Linked DNA regions of Mus musculus: regions 1 and 2 are each linked to region 3. Evidence: chromatin contacts called from public HiChIP or PLAC-seq data. All regions are on one chromosome and are shown on one strand. The core of a region is the stretch at or near the end of the contact, and the rest is flanking DNA. Distances in the headings are between cores, read along the strand shown. Region 1 overlaps AU040320 (expressed sequence AU040320). Region 2 overlaps AU040320 (expressed sequence AU040320). Region 3 holds the start of 5730409E04Rik (RIKEN cDNA 5730409E04Rik gene).

What was found. HiChIP or PLAC-seq counts read pairs in DNA pulled down with a chosen protein or histone mark.
Region 1: an H3K4me3 HiChIP or PLAC-seq map of forebrain shows a contact between it and region 3, with 2.6 times the contacts expected there. The contact joins the enhancer-like site here to the promoter of 5730409E04Rik in region 3. A contact is called at or near these places in 5 of 39 promoter capture datasets (embryonic stem cells, hippocampal neurons, liver and 1 more), 1 of 484 Hi-C or Micro-C datasets (bone marrow-derived macrophages), 7 of 115 datasets of contacts at active chromatin or transcription factors (bone marrow-derived macrophages, embryonic basal ganglia, embryonic forebrain and 3 more) and 4 of 9 other capture datasets (adipose tissue, embryonic stem cells, liver and 1 more).
Region 2: an H3K4me3 HiChIP or PLAC-seq map of embryonic forebrain shows a contact between it and region 3, with 4 times the contacts expected there. The contact joins the enhancer-like site here to the promoter of 5730409E04Rik in region 3. A contact is called at or near these places in 6 of 39 promoter capture datasets (embryonic stem cells, hippocampal neurons, liver and 2 more), 1 of 484 Hi-C or Micro-C datasets (bone marrow-derived macrophages), 7 of 115 datasets of contacts at active chromatin or transcription factors (bone marrow-derived macrophages, embryonic basal ganglia, embryonic forebrain and 3 more) and 3 of 9 other capture datasets (adipose tissue, liver and pancreatic islet).

The regions. Positions count from the first base shown.
Region 1 is chr4:126,802,446-126,806,344 of GRCm38.p6, reverse strand. All of the region lies in intron 3 of AU040320 (expressed sequence AU040320), which reads right to left. Among named protein-coding and RNA genes, the nearest start is that of Gm24161, 14 kb to the left of the region's middle. Within about 2 kb of position 2,619, at least 71 of the 459 cell types and tissues checked have an H3K27ac peak or open chromatin away from gene starts, as enhancers often do. A contact at or near this core is called in forebrain, where this site is marked.
Region 2 is chr4:126,776,541-126,780,819 of GRCm38.p6, reverse strand. All of the region lies in intron 2 of AU040320 (expressed sequence AU040320), which reads right to left. Among named protein-coding and RNA genes, the nearest start is that of AU040320, 25 kb to the right of the region's middle. Within about 2 kb of position 1,544, at least 49 of the 459 cell types and tissues checked have an H3K27ac peak or open chromatin away from gene starts, as enhancers often do. A contact at or near this core is called in embryonic forebrain and forebrain, where this site is marked.
Region 3 is chr4:126,608,340-126,612,826 of GRCm38.p6, reverse strand. 5730409E04Rik (RIKEN cDNA 5730409E04Rik gene) reads right to left here and starts at 2,973. Exons shown (of 2, transcript NM_001145950.1): 1 at 2,815-2,973; 2 at 1-1,151. The coding sequence starts at 1,146. The coding sequence ends at 454.

The DNA of each region.
Region 1 (3,899 bases), core at 1,370-3,869, 190 kb before region 3:
AGACTCCAAGGTCATCCCTGCTACAGAACAAACTTGAGGCATGAGACTGTTTTTTTAATATGAAAGTTCTCTGCTGCATGTACATCTGATGCCTCACCAGATGAGGGCATCGGACCCTGTTACAGATGGCTGTGAGCCACCATGTAATTGCTGGGATTTGAACTCAGGACCTCTGGAAGAGCATTCTTTTTCCTTCTGGTGGCTTTCCTTACTCCTGATTACATCACAGAGGAATCCCTGCTGCCCTTGATCTTCTCTGTCCTCTCTGGCATAGTCACTGTTCAGGCTCTCCGTCCCTTAGATAGGCTTGGTGAGACGCTGGTGACAGAACTCAGTTTCTCGAGTGCCTGCCTAGCAGGAGGCCCTGGGTAATCCCAGCACCACATAAACGGCTGCAGGGATGCATGCCTGTGATCTCAGAACCATAAAATAGATGCAAGAGCACTACAAATTCAAGGTCATCCTCAGCTACATTAGTCAAGGCCAGCATGGAACATGATTTAAGAAAGAAAACAAGAAAAGCAGGAAGGGAAGACAGAGGGGAGAGGAAAGAAGGAAACAGTGGGGTTAGATGTATCAGGAAGCCAGGAGGGACAGCAAGAACGAAGTATATTTGGGCATGCCTCTCTGCCCAGTCCTCAGGTGGAGGCAGAGGCAGGTGGGTTGTGGTGAGTTTACATAGCAAGCTCCAGGGAAGACTTGGAGCTAGGAGCTACTAAGCTTGAAGGATGGCTAATACTGAGAAGGAAAGATACAGGCATGGCAATGTTACGGGGCAAGGTGGCTTCTACCTATAATACCAACACTTGGAAGGCAGAGGCAAGAGGGCGAATGTAAATCCAAGCCAGCCTAGCTCGGAGTGAATTCCAGGGCAGGGTTACACAGGCAGACGCTATGCAGAGAGAATGAGTTAGTACAACACAAACAGTATCCTATCATTATGCTTCAGGAATCACCGCACAAGATTAGCTTCCCAGAAGTAGAAAACTGGAAGCTTTTTAAAGTTAGAATTTTAGTTTTAAAAAGAAACAGCTTATCATTTATTTGTGTCCTTATTTATAAGGAAATGAGAGAAGGAAACTTGAAACAAAGTATTTTACTTCAAAAAACTATGAAACAATACTGAAATTGGGGCAGGGTGGCGGAAGTTATTTTAGAAGGACCCCAATCTGAACAAAGTTCATTCAGAAACTCTAGGGAATGGATGCTGTGCACACTCCCAACTGTATGGATGCTGTGCACTCCCAACTGTATGGATGCTGTGCACTCCCAACTGTATGGATGCTGTGCACTCCCAACTGTATGGATGCTGTGTACTCCCAACTGTATGGATGCTGTGCACTCCCAACTGTATGGATGCTGTGCACACCCAACTGTATGGATGCTGTGCACACTCCCAACTGTATGGATTCTGTGCACACCCAACTGTATGGATGCTGTGCACACTCCCAACTGTATGGATGCTGTGCACACCCAACTGTATGGATGCTGTGCACACCCAACTGTATGGATGCTGTGCACACTCCCAACTGTATGGATTCTGTGCACACCCAACTGTATGGATGCTGTGCACACCCAACTGTATGGATGCTGTGCACTCCCAACTGTATGGATGCTGTGCACTCCCAACTGTATGGATGCTGTGCACACCCAACTGTATAGGTGCTGTGCACTCCCAACTGTATGGATGCTGTGCACTCCCAACTGTATACTGAAATTCTAACCCTCCAGGATGGTACTGAGGACATGAGGCCGTTGGGGGTGAGGGCTACCCCTCTAAAACAGGCTGGCGGAGTCTGTTTATCTTTCCCACCATGTGAGGGGAGCAGGTGCAGCTCCTCCCTGCATCTCTGCAGAAGCCTTCGTCTTGAACTTCCCCACCTCTGCAACTGTGAGGAGGAGGATTCTGTTGTTCCTACGTCTCCTTGCTCATGGTGTATTGTTATGGCAGTCCAAACGAACCAAGACAAAGAGGCTACCACGGTCTCACTGGCTGCATACGGTAAAGCAGACTATTAAAGATGTACTTACGACAATACATGGGCAACTGGGCAGTTGTGAGATAAAGGGAAATGGAAGGTGTTATAGCTCAGAAATTAAGGCTTTGAGAAAGGAAGCTGGGCTTCAGGGACTTCTGTCATGCCACAAAACAAGAGAACAGGCTGCCCAATTTTTCTCATGATGTAATAAGCCATTTGTGTAAGATTACAATGGAGACAGGAGATGCTTAGTGGTATATATGCTAAGTACAAGGAGAGTCAAAGTCAGAAGGAGCGAGAGACCCACACAAACTATCCAAGGCAGATGCCTGGAAGCAGACCTAGGGCTATAAAAGAAAAAAAATGGCAAAGACTGTTAGCTTGTCTGTTAGGTAACTAAGAATTAGAATTTGAAAAAAAAGCTAGGCCCCAAGGGATTCCAAATTTGTCAGAGTAATAACCAGAAGAACAAATGAACTCTTGGCAATAGTTTCACATGCCGGAAGGGTTTAGAGGAAATTTAAAAATACAAACCAAAAGCAAGCAGGCAGAGAAGCCTGGTGAGCTGGGGCGGGGCATGGCTAACAACAAAGAACACCTCAATTGCTGGAGCTGAGCGCGTCCTTGGCTGTTATGTAAGCTCCTCCCCGCTGCCCACACCCCATGCCTTATCTTCTGATAAGAGGTGAGCTCAGGCTCTACAGAGTCAGCACAGGAGTTCTCGGGAAAGCAAGCTGCAGTCAGCTGTGCAGAGGAAAGGCGGTGGAAGCTGCGGTCAGTGGCTGGAATGGGGATGCTCCTGGTGGAGACAGCACCTGAGCCACTGTCATCCATGTGGGCCTTCCTTCCTGGCCTCCTGCACAAAGCAGACTGGCAGCAGCTCATTGCCTGGGGCTAAACCACATGCCCAGTGCCTGTTCCAGGACCCAATTAACCAGCCTCCTTGTCCCTTCAGCAGCAATTCAAAGGCTCTTGACACAAAAAGTACAGTGCTCAAGCCAAACAAGACTAACTTTTCCCTCTTTTAAGTAGTGGGAAGGGAATAAAGACACTCCCCACTTCAAATGCAAACTGCTCTGGGGATCATGATCTGTGTATCCAAAAGAAAGAACAATTCACTGTGACAAGACAGGGACTGTACAGTGCTGCAGACATTTCAGGAAAGAGCAGAGTAATGCAGGCTACAGCTCTGCCCAACTTCGGATGCAGAGTTACTTGGCCTACCCGAGAAAACAGAATAAACGAGAAACAGTGGCGCTGGCCAGTCCTCACTGACGAGGATGAGAACTACTTAGTGCAGATATAGTCTTCTACCTTTCCCTGTTGATTACACAGGAGTTTGAACTCTGAAATTGTCTCCTCAAAGAAACGCCTGCTGGTTAAATACTTGAAATGCACAACTTACCAACTCGCAGAGCTTCCCATGGCCTGAGGGGTGAGCATTAAGCCCCTAAGAACAGCGTGGAGGGAGGGTCTAACAGCTTCATGGCTGGGAAGACTGCTTGCAGTACCTGCAGCAAAGCCCTATTCCTACTCCCAAGTTCATGTGCAGCAGTCCTCCTCCAGAGCTCTGGAATCCTGTGCAGTACCAGCAAACTGTGTGCCTCTGCCACAGGTAAACAAGGAGAAGAAGCCTCCAGCTGACACATTCCTGTAAGCACACGTCCCCACCAACGTGCTGGACTCATTTCCATCCTATCCCGGTGCACTCAGCACTCCTCCTCTCTACAATGGCTGGCTCTCAAACTCCCTTCTCATCCCAAGTCCCACCTAAGGAGTAAGAGGGTTTCAAGAAGAGACTACAGATGGAATACACACTGGTCCTAGACTAGCTGGGTGTCTAGTCTTCCCCCTTTGTTTCTTCTCTAACAGGGATACTGGCAGTACTGTATAGACTTGTTCAGTTACCCTTGGCTGTTG
Region 2 (4,279 bases), core at 295-2,794, 170 kb before region 3:
ACACCCGCCCATTGCTGCAAATACCTGCTCCACTCCCCTGCCCTTGGCTGAAAAAGACACATTTTAAACATCTCAAAGCTCTGGCCACCTATGAGAAAACATGGAAAGCATTCTATCTGGGTTTTAATTCTGAGGCCTCCAGCTCCTGCCTGCTCCTTACTAATAAATGAAAAGTTTGCATTAATTGGATATAGTTGTCATGACGTTTCAAAGGCCCATCTGTCAAGGTTTAGCCCAGAGGCATTTTTCACAACCAAGTGTTAATCAAATCACTGGTATGGCTGAAAATAGCTCTCTTACCATAAAGTCACCTGCTCAGAAACAATCCAGTCATTAAGGCCTTTATAATATTTCAAGGCAGATTGAAGGCAAATGATTAAAACGTGTACTTTAAAAAAAAAGAAAAACAACCAACAACCCTGTAACTAGGGGGGTTACGTTGCTGCATGTGATGTACTCAGAATCCTGATTTGCTTTTTCTCCCACCACCTTATGACTAAAAGACTCTAGAGAATGCTGTCAGCAAGGAGAGCACGCCTCCAAACCTCAGCGTGAGAGGAGCCCACACCTCTCCATGGAAGGCTGTCTTTGTATTGCAAAAGCACAGGTATCAAATGATAACAGATAAGCTTTGATTTGTATATAAAAGTGTGGGCTCTGGGAAGGAAAGAAAATGTAAAAAATAAAAAGTACCTAGCTCTGAAGCCAGGAGCTAGCAGTCCCTGCGCGGCGCGGCCCCCTCGTCCCTGTTATTGTTAGGAAGCTGCAGTTGATTGCCGTCTCTGACTGCAGTTATTATGAGCTGATAAATTATTTGCATTCAACTACAATCACACCAACCTCCTTCTGAAACCCACACAAAGAACCTTGAATCAGAGCCCTGTTTTGTTTTGGAGAAGGCTTTTCCCCCCACCCCTGGTTTGTTTTCTTGTTTCTAAAGAAAAGGTCATTTAGAAAGCTACAGCAAAGTCGTACAGATTAAATAAATTAGCAATGAGCATGAAAGGAAACAAAGAAAAATACAGCTAGCTGTAAAACGTTATTTCAGCAGATATGGCAAATAGAGGAAAAGTTTGTCACTTTATCCATTGAAAGCCTCCCTTCTGTAGCATTATGTAAGTGTCATAAAAAAATAATTAAAAAAAAAAAAAACATCTGCAGCAGGCTGAACTGGGACATATGAGGACTCGACACAACTGAGCTTCCAAAACTTAAATATCTCAAAGCACTTTTTTGCTTATAGCAAATAAAACGGAGGGCTGCAGATGCTTCCTCATCTGTGTGTAAATGAAAGCGGAGCCGTGTGAGTAGTTAGTATTCTTAGAACTGCTGAGAGCCAGTTTATTTAAATTAAATCAAAGCCAATCTGTATCTGTACAAAAATAATGTTCTCAGGGCTCTGACTCTCTAGACGCTACAGAGCTGCAGTATTCTCCCTCCATAGCTTCCTCTGACATAAAGAAGTGAAAATCTGAGCCGGGCAGACTGAAACCACTTCAGAGGAATCCAGGAGAGGGGGGTTCAAAGGAATCAAAATAGCCCGAGTCTCACCAGCCGCCTGCGATGGAGAGGGCTGGGCTCCTCTCTGCCCTATTCTTTGTGCTCCCATGGCACATCTTAGACTGTGTCATGTGTCCATCCTTTCTCCCTCTTCCCTGCTCCATACTGTGAACTCTAATGGTAGGAACTAGGTTGATTTTAGCCTGGTATAGTATCTATTGACCTGAAAAGTATTTACAGTATGTAATAACGCCTAGCTATTGGTTGTCACTATCTGGATGGCATATCTTAAAGAAGGCTGGAAGGGTAGCTCACTTGGTAAGATGCCTACTGCACAAGCCTGAAGACCTGAGTTCAGAGCCCCATGAGAAAAGCCAGGGGCAGTAGCTGGGCCTGGAACCCCAGGTCTGAAGGGGGGGCTGGTAGAGAGTCATGAGCATCCCTGAAGCTCTCTGGCCAGCCCGCCTGGTCTAACTAACTCATGTTCTGGTTTAGTGAAAGTTTCATTCTCACAAAACATAGGTAAGGCCAGGCGTGGTCGCACTCAGGAGGCAGAGGGAGCAGATCTCTGTGAGTTTGTACTCCTGGTCCACATAGTGATTTCCAGGCTATATAGTGATGACCTTATCTAAAAATGTATAAATAAATATGTAGAGAGGGTTAAAAAGACACTCAGCATCAACTTCTGGCCTTTACCTGCATAAGCACACATGCATATATACCCATGTGCACATATATACACATCCCACACAAAAAATAAAATTAAAAACAATAAATATGGGCTGGCGAGATGGCTCAGCGGGTAGGAGCACTGACTGCTCTTCCAAAGGTCCTGAGTTCAATTCCCAGCAACCACATAGTGGCTCACAACCACCCGTATTGAGATCTGACGCCCTCTTCTGGTGTGTCTGAAGACAGTAATAGTATACTTATTTATAATAAACAAACCTTAAAACAAAACAATAAATATCTTAGGGAACTTATTAAAAATGCAGCTGGTAGGGACACAGGACTGTATTTCTGTAATAGAGTACTTGCCTAATATGCTAAAGACTGTGAATTCAATTCCCAGTACTTGAAAAAATTAGCATAATTGAAGCCTCCAACTATGACAAACACCCCTAAAGCGCCAAGGGTTACTAATACTAGAAAAGTGCAGCGCTATGGCGTGCAGACATTTTTGTCCTCTTACCCAGTACAGACATGCAGCTTCAACTGGCTTTACTTTCATGACATATATTTTGATACATTGTTCTTTACCCTATACTTTCACATTTTCACATTTCATAATTTATGCAGTCTACTGACAAATTTAAAATCTGGATGAGTTGGTCAAGGCTCCTGACCACTAATTACCTATTCTGGACTCTCTCCAAACACAAAGAGATTGCTGTCTCTATGAAATGACATTGTTTCTGGGTTTAGTCAAAAGAAAGTAATTCCAAGATTGATTCTAGGCAGGGCATCAAAACATGTCATGTGTGTCTGTCTCTGACACATGACAACCTCTAGGAGCCTGCGGAATACAGGGGCTTCCACCCTCTACCGTTTCTTCCCCACTGATGGAGGCAGCCATGCTGCAAGTACTTCCCACAGAAGTACGGAAGGGTGGAGGCAAAACAGCTCAATCAAAGCAGCTCGGGAAGGGAAAGGAATGGAGAGAACACTTGTCAGAGAAAAGCTCTAGGCACAGACAAGAAAAGTTTTGCTTCTGTCTTGTCCATCCTGGGTAGATAATCCTGTTCTAGGTCTGCCTTCCTGAGCCGAGAGGCTGAGCTTCCACCCTTTAACCTTCACAGAAGGAACAGCAGTAAAATCCACCATGTTATTTGGAAAGCACCTTGTGAGAAATGTCAGTGTGCAGCTTCTGAGCGCACCCTGGGGAGCGAGCACTGCAGAGGGCAACTCTGAAAGCCAAGCAGTCAGGAGCTGGTAGAGGGGAGCACACAGGGAGAGGCAAGCTGGGCTGCTGTAGTGCAGACTCGGAGTTGCAAGTTACAGACCAGATGCCGAAGACTGACCCTACAGGATACAAATTACTTGATTTTATGAAATGGAATATGGCTCTTGAGTGCCTATGTACAAGGCAGCTTCATTTATTCTGATTAAGACTCATTCACGCTGGCAGGCCCATTTCCATAGCCTCCAGCTGACTCGGGTTGCTTTCGGTCAATAAACAGTGAGTTGTGGGCTAGTGGGCATTTTTAACAGGTAGAGAACAGTTCCCTTAAAACTGTAAAACCCGAATCAGAAATGAACACTAACCCAACCAATGGACAGAAGCAGCTGAGCCCTGTTGTTGAGTTAGGGAAGGCTGAAAGAAGCTGAGGAGAAGGGCGATCCTATAGGAGGACCAGCAGTCTCAATTAATCTGGACCCCCGAGATCTTTCAAACACTGGGCCACCAAACAGACAGTATACACCAGCTGATATGAGGCCCCCAACACACATACTGTAGAGGACTTCCAGGTCTGTGTTTATTCAGAGATGATGCACCTATCCGTCAAGAGACTGGGGGCCCAAGGGAGTTTAGAGGTCAGATGGGGTGGAGGGTGGGGGCATCCATGTGGAGATGGGGTGTGGTGGGGAGGAGGTGTGGGATGTGGAACAGTTGGAGGGTGGGAGGGGAGGGGCAGGGAATAGAATATGGAGTGTAAAAAATGAATTACAAATAAAATTAAATTTAAAAAATTCCTCAACAATATTTTATTTAAAAAAAAAAAGCAATGGAAACCCCACTCCTCCTCTCACCTCCCCCTTTACTACCTACAGGTGAGAG
Region 3 (4,487 bases), core at 1,724-4,223:
GAATATAAGGCTGGGGTAGACTTTGGGAACACAGGAGATGGGTGGACGCCCTGCAGGTGCAATTGAACATACATTTACACACACCTGCCCTTAAGTCTCTGCAAACACACACATTCCTAGCACATGTTTCTTATGCCAGCACTGGAACGTGTAAGTCTCAACACACACCCAACACAAGCCTGTACATATAAACTGATACACATGCATATATATCTTTTGTCTCTACATTCAGGAATATATATACACATTCCTGGGTACCTAGCCACACATGCATACATAAACACACATGCCTTACATACCTGCTTACATGTTAGCATATAGATATTCACTTATGCTTACTTGCATACATGCCAGCTAATACTCACATCCTTCCTTGTGTATAACCACTCAAAAGCCTGCAAATGCACACACTTGTGCACACACACACTTGTGCACACACACTTGTGCACACCCTTAGCCCTGGTCCTGGTGCCTGCAAGGTGCTTCCCTCTGTTGCAGACAGCGGATAAGCTCCTTCCGGTTGTCCAGGATGGTGTCAAAGCTCTCTTGCAGTCGGGCCTGCTGGTCGACCAACTGGTGCTGCAGAGCCCGGATCCACTGGAGCAGCGCCAAGCGCCGATACATCACCAAATGCGCGTGGTGTTTCTCCTTCTCCTGTTCTTTGTAGCGCTCCTGAGCCTGCAGCTGCTGCACGGCCTGGGCCACGGAGGGCAGAAGGGGATCCAGAGGGCTCGGACCTCGAGGGGTATCGCAGACAGGTTCTGGACTGCTGCTGAAGCTGTCGATGCTCAAGGAACTGCTGGCATAGCCAATGTCCTCCAGAGGAGAGCAGACACTGCTGGCACCGCTCAACTTCTCTGGCTCAGCACCAGGGATCTCCGCACCCTCCGGGGGACTGCGGACTCCGGCCTCAGGGAGCCTGGTGGCTTGGAAGACCTGGTTATCAGAGGGTGACTCAGAGGAGCTCCTTATCAGAATAGGATCCACTTTGCCTGGCACACCATGCCAGTTCTTATTGGCATCCTTAGCACTCTCCACAAAGTTGGAGTTATTGTCTGGTTGGAGGTCTGGTTGGCATACTCCAGGAGGCAGGCTCCCTGGGTACTGGGCCCCCTCTGCTAGTCCTGGCTGGATGGCAGCGAACATCTGGACTGGGAAGGAGAAGGAGAATGAGACAGAGCAGGACAGGATAGAATGGCAACCTAGAGCCCAAGAACCTTGCAATGGTGTCCCTCCCTTCTCTCTGATTATTTGGTCTGTCTCCCTCCCAGGGTTTTCCCTCTAAGGCTCACCATCTCTTCACTCTACAAACTTCTCCCAAGGTCACTTCATCCTGTTATAGCTTCAAGAACCATCCTGTGTAGGTGACTCTCAGATCTGTGTCCAGCCCAGATTCAACCCCTACTCAACCCTATGACCTACCACCAGTTCTTCAGATCTACACATCCTGACAGCTCTCCTTCCAGGGTCCTTGGGCAGGACAGCTCTGCCATCTGAAGACAAGTCTATCTAGCCATGCCTAGGAGCACCCTGGATTACTGACCCTCCTCCCATGCCCACCTCACTGTCCACATTTTGACAAACTCTCCTTTGGCCCTGGTCATTTTGACCTGGGTGATTGCCACAGCCTTTCCACTGACCCTCGTTCAATTAAAAATATAAATTTAGGAGCTGGAGATATGGCTCAGCAGTTAAGAGCACTGGTTGCTCTTCCAGAGGACCCATGTTCCCAAGTCAGATGGTTTACAACTGTAGGCATCGCTGGCTTCACACCAGCCCCCACCCCCCAGCCTCTCTGTTCACCCACATGCATGCATGCATACATACACATGCACACACACAGATATGCTAATATTTTTTTTTAAAAAAGATGTCCTGTTAAATAACAAATAATACTTGTAAAAGGAACATATGTCTACATCTATACAGATGTATAGATATAGACAGGTATATTTCATAAGTCCACAGAAAACCACAAACATTTCCATGATGTCTCATAACAGTAGCAAAATTACAGTTATGAAATAGGAACAAAAGCTAAGTGGTGGCGGCGCACGCCTTTAATCTCAGCGCTTGGGAGGCAGAGGCAGGCGGATCTCATGAGATTGAGACCACCCTGGTCTACAGAGCGAGTTCCAGGATAGCAAGAGCTACACAGAGAAACCCTGTCTGGAAAACTCAGAAATCCACCTGCTTCTGCCTTCCGAGTGCTGGGATCAAAGGCGTGCGCCACCATGCCCGGCTACTGACCACATTTGTATGACTTGAAGAACTGAGGCCTCGTGAGTGAGACATACTATTAAGTCAATCAAGCAGCTACTAAGAAGGTTCCCCTATAGGGTGGCAGCGACCCTCCCCACACCCAGCAATGGGCAGAAGTCATGAAGAGAGACTGAGGTTGGGACAGATGTTTCACTCCTTTGGCTTGTGAGAAAAGGCCTGAAGACACCACCACCACCACCACCACCACCACCACCACCACCACCACCACCACCACCACCACCACCCCACCCCTCCAACTCTCTTTCCCTCTCCCTCTCTTAAAATTTGTCCTAAATCTGGCCACAAAGGAAGCTGGGGTGGGGCGGGGCTAAGGATCCAGGTTCAAAAAGTCAGTGAAATGAGTGCAGACATCCTAAGATCAGGATTTTCCCAAGTTAACCCACAGTATGGGGGCATGGGAGCGGCTGTAGCACGGGGATTGGCGGACTTGGCAGTGGTCCGAGCTCTGCGACCCTAATCTCTGCAGAGGCAGCTCCCTAACCCGCTTTCCGGCGGCTGGGCCCCAAGCCCTCCATCAGGGCCCGGACTCACGGCCTAGAGGCGCCCGCTCCTGCGGGGCTTGCTACGGTCCCTCGGGTCCTGCTCGCTGCAGGGTGGGGGATTCCTGGACCTGCGCGTGCACGCGTGGTGACGCGGCTGCTTGGTCCAGGCACAGCGGCCCTAGCCCCAGCCCGGGCTGCGGAGTCCAGCAGCGTCTGCGCGGCTGGGCGGAGCGGTCTGACCCACGTGGGCCGGTTCGGTTCTCCGCGCAGGAACTGCCTCCTCCCGCAGCTTGACCCGAGAGCCTTGTAGGTCCGGTGTCATCTCCTAACCACCCTGGCGAGGCGCCACGGATCCATTGGTTCTCCTTGCTGCAGACATGGCGACGAAATGCCTCCTTCCTGGGTTTCCCAGGGGCTCGGCAATTGGCGAGGCCGTGGTGCGGGTCTGGACCCGCTGTGGTCCTTTCTGTGCTCCAGCTCGGCACCTTTTCTGCCGAGAATTTTCAGTTCATCCCCACTTACTCTATTTTAGGATCTTTGAGCACCTTTCTGGCTTCTAGATCTGTTTTTTACTTATTATTTATTTATTATATGTAAGTACACTGTAGCTGTCTTCAGACACTCCAGAAGAGGACATCAGATCTCATTACGGGTGGTTGTGAGCCACCATGTGGTTGCTGGGATTTGAACTTTGGACCTTCGGAAGAGCAGTCGGGTGCTCTTACCCACTGAGCCATCTCACCAGCCCCTAGATCTGTTTTTTAAAAAGACCCCTTCACTGTACTGTACCTATTTGATTAAATGCTATGAGGATTTTATTGTTTGTTGTTTTGAAACAGAGACTCATTATGTAGCCCTGGCTACCCTGGAAAGCACTATGTAGACCAGGCTGGTTTCCAGTTGCACAGGGAGATCTGCCTGCTTCTGCCTCCCAAGTGCTGGGATTAAAGGCATGTCCCATCACCACCAGCCAGCTTTCTTTAAGATTTTATTTTTTATTTATGTATATGTGTTTCTCCCTCTCCTCCCCCCCCCCCATTTCTCTCTCTGTGTATATAACTAAGAAGGAGCCCCATTCCAGGTAAGTCACAGTTCAAACTATGGCTGCAGCAATCATATTTCCTGTCAAGTGGAAGAAGCCAAGTCTATGTACTAGGAGAAAAAATGATACTGACACACAGGAGCTCAAAGACAAATGGCTGACTAACATCCCAGCTTCTGCTTCCTGGGTTTCTAGTTTTGATGCCTTCCCATGAAGTTCATATCTTGCCATACCCAACCTGAGTGGAATTTATCTCACTGATAATCAAAAGATTCTTGAATTAATACACTAACACAATGAGGTACCCCTGGATTCTGATCATTCACTGCTACTGTGTAGCTGTTTGCTGTAAACTGAAGAGGGGGGCAGACGTGAGATTCGGAAGATTCTAGAAGGCCCTCTTCAAGGTAGTGGGTGATGTAAGGGGTTGCTGGGACAACAGAGACTCTTCAGTGACACTGCCTGCTAGTTGTGTTGGGAGCTCCAGGGATGCAGATTTTCTGAGTGGCCACCCAGCTGGACTCAGGTGCCTTTGACCTAGCTGCCGTTGAGCTAGCGATGGCACTGTGAGTGAGCCCCAACCCTTAAGCAACCCCGGTCAACTCATTGGTTCACCAAGCTAGACTTTGATGGGACTGCTCCCTGAGTCTAGCATCACTGACCTCTCTAGTGGGAGTGGT